2 separate regions of the Mus musculus genome follow, and region 2 is linked to region 1. Evidence: chromatin contacts called from public HiChIP or PLAC-seq data. All regions are on one chromosome and are shown on one strand. Each heading gives the region's core, a stretch centred on a gene start, on an enhancer-like site or on the middle of the called end of the contact. The rest is flanking DNA. Distances are from core to core; before and after follow the strand shown. Region 1 holds the start of Rnf215 (ring finger protein 215). Region 2 overlaps Gm11958 (predicted gene 11958).

What was found. HiChIP or PLAC-seq counts read pairs in DNA pulled down with a chosen protein or histone mark.
Region 2: an H3K27ac HiChIP or PLAC-seq map of embryonic stem cells shows a contact between it and region 1, with 6 read pairs. The contact joins the enhancer-like site here to the promoter of Rnf215 in region 1. A contact is called at or near these places in 3 of 39 promoter capture datasets (the 3T3-L1 cell line, 3T3-L1-derived adipocytes and pre-B cells), 1 of 484 Hi-C or Micro-C datasets (the C2C12 cell line), 1 of 115 datasets of contacts at active chromatin or transcription factors (embryonic stem cells) and 1 of 9 other capture datasets (adipose tissue).

What each region holds. Positions count from the first base shown.
Region 1 is chr11:4,130,856-4,136,426 of GRCm38.p6, reverse strand. It overlaps Rnf215 (ring finger protein 215), which reads right to left and starts at 1,267. Exons shown (of 9, transcript NM_027859.3): 1 at 864-1,267; 2 at 470-613. The coding sequence starts at 1,154.
Region 2 is chr11:4,299,293-4,304,998 of GRCm38.p6, reverse strand. Gm11958 (predicted gene 11958) reads right to left here. Exons shown (of 4, transcript NR_166831.1): 3 at 1,811-1,928; 4 at 851-1,528. Among named protein-coding and RNA genes, the nearest start is that of Gm11958, 17 kb to the right of the region's middle. Within about 2 kb of position 2,513, at least 121 of the 459 cell types and tissues checked have an H3K27ac peak or open chromatin away from gene starts, as enhancers often do. A contact at or near this core is called in the C2C12 cell line, adipose tissue and embryonic stem cells, where this site is marked.

The DNA.
Region 1 (5,571 bases), core at 18-2,517:
GGAGGCCGAAGAGATAATGACAGCCAAAGGCAACACACGATGGTTGTGGACTAAGGCAATATTTAGTTATGGAACATAGATCACAACATTTTATAGATGCTAACTTTCCTACACCATAGTTACATAAAGAATATTCTTGATTTTAAGAAATTTGTACATTATCATGTGTGTGAGAAACTTATGCTCCTTTCATTCTGTAGGATCCAAAATTCTTTTCATTGGCCCTAGTCCTAGCAAAGCAGCTCTCCACCCTTGCCAGCTCCTATCACCAGAGCAGGTCCACTTTCCCCAGCAAGTCTCTCCACCTCCTCCCCATCACACTGCTTTGATGCTCCATACTGGTGTTTGCTGACCCACTCGGGCCCAGGGCTTCTCTGGAAAGGCTCCTCATAGGCCACCTGTTAGCCTGGCTCTAGCAGATGTTTCGAATGCATTTTCTTTCTCCCCTTCCCTCAAACACCCTTTGCACCTGCTGGACCAGAGCCTTGGGATATGCCTTCTGGCTACTGCCTTGATTCTCTTGGTGGAACTGGGCGACCTGCTCTTTGCCCACATATGCCACTGCAATCCAGCCATCTACGGGTATCTCTTGCTCAGCATCCACGACATCCATCTGTGTAACGAGGAGCCATGAAAAGAAGGAGGCAAGGGGAATAGAAGAGGCAGCCCGGGTCTGCCACAAAGCACGCAAGGTCAGGGTACGGGTACGGGAATGAGTGTGGAAGGGGCATGTGGCTGTCAGGTTTGCCAACTCCTGAAGGCTGGGAAGTAGTAGCATTCTGGGCTGTCAAGGGCTAGCTTCTGGATGAAGACAGCGGGGTCTATCCGAGGGTCATGGCAAGTTTAGGCGGGGCTGAGCTCACCAGCAGCAGGCGGCCACCCAGCAGAGGTTCCGGACCGTCTTCCGGACCGATTCTGACGCCCTCCAAAACCAAGGCGTCCTGCCGCGGCAGTTTCACATCCACTCGCACTGAGCGGGCTCCGCCCCGTCCCTCCCCGGTCGCCGGCTCGCTGCCGTCCGCCGCCGCTCCCGGGCCCATCAGGCCCAGCCACAAAGGCAGCAGAGGCAGCAGTAGCAGCAGCGGCGACGGCGGCGATGGGGGAGGGGGCGGCAACGAAGGCGACCTCAGCGCGGGGCGATCGGCAGAGCCCATGATCCGACCGGAGAGGTGGCGAGGCCGTAGTCTAAGGTCCCGGGGACCGGGAGAACAGAGTGAGCCAGGCCGCGCCGGACAGGGCGGGGCTCGGCACCGGGAGGGGCGGGGCCGCAGCCGGAGGGGGCGGTGCGGGGAGGGGGGGGCTGAGTTGGTGCTTGACAGCGAGAGCGCCTCCTGGTGGCTCCTGAGAAACCTAATGTAGGAGGCCTGAGGAGCTGCGATGGAGCAAATACCTTAGAGCCTTGGAGAGCTCACCAAGTTGTCTGTCAGTGGAGATAGGTGCGGTTGTCTCAGGATTGGAGAAATGTAGGGGCGAGGGAGGTATAAGGGTCTGGGCTGATTGACCTACGGTGTTGTCAAGGCTATGTCTCATCCTCCTCTGGGTCAGTGTTCTTTCATGGGATCAGCGAGCAGGCTGCAGAGAATCACAGAAAGCAGATGGGGAGACTGAGGCCATGGTTTTAAAGGAGCAGGGAGGAGGGCTGGGCACACGAAGCTGTACAAACCAGGCAGAGCCATAGTGGCACGGAGCACTGGGCTGTCCTCGCCTGTAAAATGGACTTGATCTAAACCTGCACTGCCTTGCTTCTAACATGATCGCCAGTGCTTACTGGAATGAGAAGGTTCCGCTTTTGTCCGAAAATTTGTCCTTCAGCCCAGAGGTTTGTGGTTGCTGGTAGCTGGCTCAATCTGAAACCTGAGCCTTTTACAAATTGTACCCTGATAAAAGGGCAAAGAGCTAATGAGCTGCAACACCCCCTCCCACTTTGTAATAAAATATTAAAATCTACAGAAAATAGAAACCTGGTTAGCCACCAGGATGCAATGACTAAAATATTCCCAGAAGGAGACAGAGATGTAGAGAAGAAGCTCGGCTGGCCTGCAAACAGGGAATTGACATAAAATCAGTCAGCACATATGTAAAATTGGTTGTCAGAGGAGGTATTGCACTTGGGGACCTGGGAGGAGGTGCTATGGCTTGCTCTTTGCTAAATCACAACAAAGTTAGGTACCACCGGGAAAAGACGTGAAATTGGACCCCTACTGCACCGTGCATAAGGAAAACCATGTGAATTAAAGACTCAAATACAACTTTAACATTTTAATAGAGAACACGATTTTGATGATTTCAAGTGCTTGAGAGCTGTTTGTTTGTTTTTTTGGTCTTGTTTTTTTTGTTTGTTTGTTTTTGTTTTTGTTTTTTTGTTTTTTCAAGACAGAGTTTCTCTGTGTAGCCCTGGCTGTCCTGGAGCTCACTTTGTAGACCAGGCTGACCTCCGACTCAGAAATTTTCCTGCCTCTGCCCCCCAAGTGCTGGGATTAAAGGTGTGCGCCACCACACCCGGCTTGTTTGTTTTTAATGACAGAAAAACTACATTATGATGGGCATGCCTGTAATCCCAGCACTTGGGAGGGTAAAGCAGGAGTTTGAGACCAGCCTATTATACAGTGAGACCCTCTTTAAAAAAAAAAAAAGATGTTAAATGACGTGTGTAGCAACTGGAGAGATGGATCAGTAATTAGAGCACTGGCTGCTCTTTCAGAAGATCTGGGTTTAATTCCCAGCACCCACATGGACTGCGAGTTCACAATTGCTTGAGAGTCTCAGAGGATCTGTCGCCCTCTTCTGGCCATTGTAGGCTACTGCATGTGTATGGTACACTTCATGCCTGTGCAGCAGGCCAACACTCATAGAATAAAATAAAAATGAAAAAAGTTCTTACATAGAAAATAGGGTTGGTAGGATGTCTCAGTGGGTAAAGCCTGGTGACCTGAGGGCCTGTGTTTTATCCCTGGGACTCATATGACAGAAGAAGAGAGCCAACTCCTGCAGTGTCCTTTGGCCTTCACCCATGACTTGACATTCCCCCACTCACATCCATATTTTGACGTACATTTCCACACATGTGCCATGATACATGCGATCTCCTTGCATGCAGAACTAGATATAAAAATGTGCTGGGCAGTTTTATATCAACCTGACACAAGCTGGAGTCATATGAGAGGAGAGAACCTCAGTTAAGAAAATGCCTCCAAGCCAAGCAATGGTGGCCCACACCCTAATCCCAGCACTCAGGAGGTAGAGGCGGCTGGATCTCTGAGTTCAAGGCCAGCCTGGTCTACAGAGTGAGTTCTAGGACATCCAGGGCATCCAGGGCTATGCAGAGAAACCCCATCTTAACCCCCACTCCCAAAAATGCCTCCATAAGATCAGGCTGTAGGGCATTTTCTTCATTCTTTATTGACAGGGGAGAGCCCAGTCCATTGTGGGTGGTGCTACCTCAGGGTTCTTGGTTCTCTAAGAAAGCAGGCTGTGCAAGCCATGTGGAGCAAGCCAGCAAGCCAGTAAGCAGCATCCCTCCATAGCCTCCTCATCAGCTCCTGCCTCCAGATCCCTGCACTGACTTCCTTCAGTGAGGGACTATGATGTGGAAGTGAGAGCCATGTAAACCCTTTCCTCCCCAGTTGCTTTTGGTCATGGTGTTTATCACAGCTATAGGAACCCTATTGGACAAAAAGTATTAATAAATAAATAGTATTTAAAAATAAATAATGTGCCCACGATAAAGTGAAAAATAGCACACTAAGGCAAAAGAAGGGCTGGGGAGACCACTCAGCAGGGGAGACTGCGGTGCAGGTGTGGGAACCAGCGATCACCTCTAAACACTGGTTTAAATATTAGGTGGCCACTGGGCTATAATCCCAGCTCCTGAAGCTGGAAACAGAGAACCCCTTAAGCTAGCTAGCTCAAGTCCAAGTGAAAGACCTGCCTCAGTGTATGAGTGGAGATCCAGCTAGGAAGACATGTACATGAACCAAAAAAACAAACAAACAAACAAACAAACAAAAAACCCTCCATGAGCATGGATGTAAATAAGTAAAGTGGTAGAAACCTCAGCCCCAAACTTGAAGAAAATATTTGTAGCTAAACGACTCATCCCCGGAATGTATAACGCTCAGGTAAACGAAGGCGACACCATCAATAGGACTGGATGGACAAGGGGACAAGAATGGTCTATACATGTGGAAAGTCTGCCGAGGATGTGGGTCATAGATGGAACACGTGCTTTACATACATGAGCCCTTGATTCAGTCCTTCGTGGTGTGGGAGGTGTTGAAAAACTAAAAGTAATTATTCTGAGGGGAGGGGAGTATTCAAGACAGTTTCTCTATGTAGCCCTGACTAGTATTCACTAAGTAGACCAGGTTAGCCTTGAACTCAGAGATCCACCAGCCTCTACCTCCTAAGTGCTGGAATTAAAGGCGTGTGCCACCACAACCTGGCAGAATTAACTATTGAGCAAAAAAAACCAAGAATTTTAAGTCCTGTGAGCTGGAGTCGGACAATGTCAGGTACTGTTTGGGAATTAGAATTTCCGCTCAGCTGAGGGGTTAGGATTTAGCTATGCTGCTGTGCTAGCAAGGAACAGCCACACTAGAAAACTATTTTCTCCAAGGGAAACCGGATGCATACATTTGTGTAGGCATTCTAGTTATAAGTATCTAGTTTAGAATTGTAGAGCAGTGGGCATGAGGGAATAAAGGGAGTGGGAGAAAACCTGCGTCCCACCAGAGTTCCGGTGCTCTGAGTGGCCAGACGTGGTGAACTGCAGTATGCTTTCCAAGCGGCCCAGAGTGGGTGTCTGGCTGTGGGAAGCCATGGTCCCCGGCCCACGGGAGGTGGACAAGAGGCAGTCTGAGGTCTCTGGGTCTCACAGAGGCCAGAGATAACAGGCTTTCAGTCTTGGGCATCCCAGACGCCGCTGGACACCACAGAAGAACTGAGAACAAAGTGGAGGCCCCATGGGCAGCTTGGTCAGCCTCAGGGCAGAAGTGAGCAGAAGGCAGGGGGAGAGGGGACGCTGGGTGGTTCCCACGCAGGCGGGAGTCTTTGGATAGTCCGTGGCTGGAGCGCAGGAAGGCCTTCTGGCGGGAGGTTAGACGCGGTTCTATTGTTCAAACACTTAAGGGCCTTGATGAGCAGAGTCGGTCTATGGTTTTAGAGCTTTATTGTAGAAAGGCAGAGAGAAAGAGAGAAGGTAAAAGAAAGAGGCCGCCATGGCCACGTGGAGAGAGGGGGGAAGGGAAGGCTAGAAGGAGAGCTAGAGATTAGAGTAAGAAAGGTGAGAGCTTAAGAGAGAGAGGAGGTCCCAAGCAGCTCCTTTCATAGTGGGCTGGGTTATCTTGTAGTTGCAGGGTAGCTGTGGAGAGGAGCATGCCTGGCTATTGTCAGGTAACTGTGAGGGTGGGGTTTAGGGATTTGTCTGCCAGACTGATAGTTACAGAATTATGGAGTTGGGGCCTCTGTGGTGTCAGGCACCTGTCTCTGGGAACGTGGCTCTGTCCCTTGTAGAGTTTTCTACTGAGTCTCCGGAGCAAGCCTCACTCAACCAAAGCAGACTGCCTTTCACGG
Region 2 (5,706 bases), core at 1,264-3,763, 170 kb before region 1:
TCCTGAGTACAGCTTCTCCTCCCTCCCTCTGCCTATCACTCTTCATCAGAGCCCACACGAGGTTGTTGCTAGGTGTCATGGCCTCGAATACTGTTGTTATCTGAATGTTAATTTATAGTTGCAGTAGCCCGTGGGGACAGTTGAATGCCTCGACTTGTTTCTCTTGTATTTATCTTACATCCAATAACAAGCCTTTTTACTAGCTTAGTAGCCTTTGGGTTTCAAAAGCAACCACATGGTTGCGAAGAATGATATAAAAGTAAAGGCAGGTAACGGTTCAAAGTATTAATGTCCCAGGACTACTGTAATAAAATACCACAAACAAGGTGATCTAAAGAGGTCATAAGGAGGTCAACTGCGGTCACAGACTCCTGTAGCCCCAGCACTCACCAGGCTAAAGCAGGATTGTCGGTTCAAGCCCAGTGGGGGGAACATACATGAGCCTTCTCAAAAAACCAGAAATGCAAATCCAACCAATGTATATTCTCTCTGTGTTCTGGAGGCCAGAAGTCAACATGTCAGTGATTAATTCCTCCTGAAAGCTCTGCGCACAGGGCTATCCCATGCCTCCCTCTGGGCTCCCAGGGGCTTGGCAATCATGCCATCTCTCATGGCTGTGATGATCCAATTCCTGCCTCTCTCTTCACGTGGCTTTCTTCCCATGTGTCAATCTCCAAATCTCTCCCTCAGAAGACTGCCAGGCTTGGCCTTTTATGGCCTCATCTTGGCTTGACTCTCCAAAAACTAGCAAACAAGGTCATAATCTCAGGTACTGTCAACGATTGCTGGGACAGAGGCACACCGACGCTTCCATGCCTAAGGAGTCCTTTCATTCTCTCAGGAGGCGTGGTTGGGTTTATTAAAAACAAAGAGGAAGGTTTTATTTAAGGAAAGAATAAGGCACACTAAAGAGTGTGGTGTGGGCTTAAGAAAGGGTCAAGTCAAGCGCCAGCATTTGCTGTGCAGACGCTTTCGGCGGTTCTCAGTACATCTCAAAGGTTGCTAAGAAGCCTTTTTTTTTCTTTTTTCTTTTTTCTTTTTGGTAAATGGATTATAGGGTGGGATTATAATCTGATAAGGTAAAAACCAGAAGCCACTGGAGTTGCACAAGGGATTTAGAATGTGTCTTTTACTGTAAATGAGGCTTCTGGTTAGAGTCCTAGAAAATTGTAGGCTTCTAGCTGGGAAGGGGGAATGACCTTAAGCAAATGTTGCTAATGGTGCTGGAGTTCTTGATCCTTAGTTGGTGAGGAGCTTAAGCCTGGGTGAGGGGCTCCTTCCTCCTCCCACGTCACCATCATTTTCTCTATCTTCCTGTCCTTCTTGGTACCCAAGGGGGTTGGAACATCAAGGTATGGGCAGGGGTGCACGCGGCCTTACAATTTCTAAAGTTCTTTAACGTGGGGACCACATCTCAGTAAGTATTGGACACTCAGCTCATGATGAGATGAAAGCGACCATGCCATGAAGGATCTTCTTTCCGGGATGAGACATAGTCATGAGAACTGTTTTCAGCTTGGCTGCAGGCCTGTGGAGACACATAATGTCCACCTTCACATAATCACAGGGCTTTCCTGGTATACCTCTTCAGTATCGTTCCGGGGATGGCATTCAGGGGGAAGTTGGGATTGGCTCAAAATACTTTTGGCTCAAAGACTCAAAGGATCTCTGAACTGTGGCTGTCTAGCTCGGCCGTGTACCCGGAGCAGTAGTGAGTGACCTCACTCTTCACTCATCTGACAAATATGTACAAGGCCTATTGTGTGCCAAGTGGCAGACCCGGGGCAGGGACTGAGACAATGGCAGACACCTGAGAGCTGCAGCCTGGCCTTCAGGAAGCCTGCTGGTGGCTCCTCCGAAAAGGTCTTGCAGCTGGCTAGGCACGTGCTGCAGGGCTTCAGAGTTGACACGCAAGATCTTCATGATCCCTAAGGAGTCAATGAAGAAATGTGTCAATGAAAAAAGAATCCAGGGTGAAGAGAGGGAGAATGTTTTAAACCCAGATTTAAGCGAACACAGCCTTGCCTTGGCAGATCACACGCACAAGAGCGGGCTCCCTCACACTATCACACAAGCCGGACCCTCAGCAGAGAATTTTTATCTGCAGAAGTGTCAGCTTCTAGCCTCCTGCTTCCAATTACAGTGTTCTAGCCTTACCCCACCCACCCTGTACTCCACAAACAAACAGCTTAGACCCGCCGCCGCTGCTGCTGTTGCTGCGGCTGGAACCTCCTCCACTTAGATATCAAATCCCTCTCCTAAATTGCAGCAGACAAAATAGCTGAAGTCCTAGGTGTTTCCCCTCTGCCCAGGACACCCAGCCAGGGAAAGCAAATTGAGAAGCCTAAATCAAAGGTTTTCAACAGAGCCAGGCCCCAGGGTGGGAGGGAGAGGCCTCTGCTTTCAGCTCTCAGCCTCTGCTGTTACTTCTTGAGCCAAAACAAAGCCGGTCCCAGGGAAGTTAATCTGCCCTGGATAGAACAGGGCCACTCCCTGAGGTACAGAGCCAGCTGTGGGCCCAGAGCAACCAGGCCCAGGAAGCTGGGCCTGATGAGGCTGTGGGCCTAAGAGGGAGTGGCTACCACTAAGGACTGGATCTGCATCTGCATGCTTGCCTGCTGCCTCTTGATTGATTGTAAAGATAAGTGTGTTTTAAAAGATTTATGGGGGCAGGGCGTGGTGATGCACACCTTTAATCCCTGAACTGGGGAGGCAGAGACAGGTGGATCTCTGAGAGTTTCGAGGCTAGCCTGATCTACATAGTTTCCGGACAGACAGGGCTACACAGTAAAACAAGACAAAACAAACAAACAAGCAAAAAAACCAAAACAAAACCAAAATTGGGGCTGGAGGCCCACCTCCCACGGGAATGCACTGGCATACACAAAACCCTAGATTGGAGTTCCAGTGTAACACAAACTAGACATCTGGGCACGGTAGCACTTGCCTCTAGTCCACGGGGTAGAGGACAGAGGCAGAGGATAGGAAGTTCAAGGTCATCCCAAAGCCAAGGGTAGCCTAGGCTATACAAGATCCTGTCAAATATTTACCCTCATACTCTTAGGCACACGTGTACACACACACATACACACACACACACACTTTAACACACATGAACCTTTACACTTATGAAAACACACTCTCGCACATGCACACCCATCCTTCCTAACACAGATGCCTTTCTGGGTTTGTGTTGGATTTGTCAAGAGATGAAACAGTCCCTTGGTATGTCCCATGTGCACCGTACCAAGCTGTACCCTGGTTTTCACACATCCCTGGTAGCTCTTCTCTCCAGGAGCCTTATGAGGCTCTGTGAAACAACAACATGACCTACCCTTTGATGACCACACAGAGCCCAGGACTTTGCACAGGACTAACTTCTGTTTAAAGCTGACAGTCAGGCTGGAGAGATGGCTCAGTGGTTAAGAGCACTGACTCCTCTTCCAGAGGACCTGGGTTCAATTCCCAGCAACTACATGGTGGCTCACAACCATCTGCAATAGAATCCAGCACCCTCTTCTGGTGTGTCTGAAGTCTGAAGACAGCAACAGTGTACTCACATACATAAAATAAATCTTAAAAAAAAAAAAGCTGACAGTCTGTCTCACATAGACTGTACAGGTCAGCCGACACTGGTACAGAACAGGTCTCTAGCCACCCATTGTGGAGAAAACACAGACAACAGCTGAGTCTCAGATTCTCGGTCAGAAAAAGAGGCGAGGGCACCTGCCTCCCAGAGTCTGGGTCAGTCGGTGAAGCTCCACACGCGGGGAGGGAACTTGTTCTGTTTTGCTGCCTTAGGTCACCAGAATTTCCAGGCTCCCAGTTTACAGGGCACTGGCCATGTTGGGATTGGAAGCTAATGATATCTAAGTAGAAAACACTAAGGCAAACCAATTTGTGTTGTAGCCATTCCAGGGGACATGTTACAAGCTATCCAGCCACCCCAGCCCTCTCCCCAGCTAACAGAGACATTTCTAGAGACCTGAGGGGGGGCGGGGAATTGATAGGCTATGAGGAAGGAGAGCCCAAGCAAAACCTGACAGAGCTCCCAGGCTGCTGCCTGGAACATCTGGACCAATGCTGATGGGCACAGAGGAGAAGAACAGCTGCCAAACCAGCTCTTGGCAGGAGCCCTGAGAGCTGCCCCAGGCGGCCAGAGCAGACACTGGGACTTCTTCCTTCTGGAGCTGACCCGGAAGGTGGCTGAGATGTGGAAACAGCAGCTGAGTTCTCTTCCCACCAACTGCCTCTGGGTCTCAGTTTCTCCATCTGGAAGATGGGAAGTTCAGCAAAGCTAAACCAGCCCTCATCTGGGAGGACAAAATAAGCGTAATTTCGTGAGTGTGGGACACCATACTGCACACTAAGACAATTCCAGAGATGGCAGTTGTCACAGTCACTTTACATGAGAGACAAGGCCCACATCTAAAGTAGGGTGAGGATTTGAACCCACAGCTATTTGTCTCTTAACCTCAGCGCTAGCCTGCCGAGGACGGACAGGTGTGAGTCTCCCGGCTCTTTGTGTCTGCCTCTTGCGTGTCTTCCTTGAGTAGGCAATAAAAACAGAGAACCAGAATCCCAGGGTCATATTGCCTTCCATACCTACCCTGTTTCCACACCTCAGGATCCCCCGTGGTCCCTGGGAAGACAACCTGGGGGCGGGGCTAAGCTGGGGGCTCTGTGAACCCGTGAGGACACAGTGGCTGAAGGCCCGTGTTTCCCCCTTTTGAGAAATGCTTTGGCATCAGACAAGTCTAGGGAGAGGCAGGAGGAACTTGGCATGGACCTTGTTAGCAGCGTCTGGAGAAACACTAGAAAAGCCATCTGGAGTTGTGAACACTAGAAAAGAAGCCCCTGCCCTTTCCCCTTAGCCCTGTTCCCTGCCTGTGGTCACAGAACCCGACGCACAGGGGGCTCAGCTGCCCTACTCTGGCCTGATGGGGAAATTCAGAGAGAAATGCCAGTCTGAATCCCAAAACAAGCAGGGACTTCCCACCACCATGCAACTTGGCAGCCTTTTTGTCCCATGGGACCGAGTGAGCTATGATTACACACCCGCCTGCCCACCCGGAAGCAGGTCTCACGTCATTGCATCAAAGGGGTGACATCCCGATCCGGGTCATCACTGCTAAGCAGCTCCAGTTGGTCAAGACAAGCAAGCATGCTCATTTGCATGCTCTTGCTTCATCTCCCTCTACTGCTTGGGAACCACTGCTCTCAGCATCTTCACAGGATGTCTGAGACCCCCAGGGTTAACAGGGCCACACAGTGGTAATGATGGAGCCAGCCGGGATCTGGGGTCACAGTCAAGGCCTACTGCACAGCCGTGTCTTACCTGTTGCCTCGTACCGACATCTCAAATGACACCTGAATGTCATTCAAACAGAAACCACATCTAGGCTGCCATTCCGTGCCCTGCTCACCTTTTGAATTGGGGACCTCCACGGAGATAGCCCCCACGAGATACAACCCGCCCCTCAAATTGGCCTTGTTCACCCACAGATGAGTCAGCTGGAATTTTTGGACATTGAAGGCTCAGCAGCTACAGTACCAGGAGCTGTGAGGAGGCTGGAATGACCGGAATGTGGCTCTGTGGGCTCCGGCCGGCACCCCCATCCCCCCAGGCTCAGAGAGGTTTGGAAAGTAAAAGTCACAAGGTTTTTCAAGAGTTTGAGGATGGCAGGTGCACGTGAAGATGGAGAC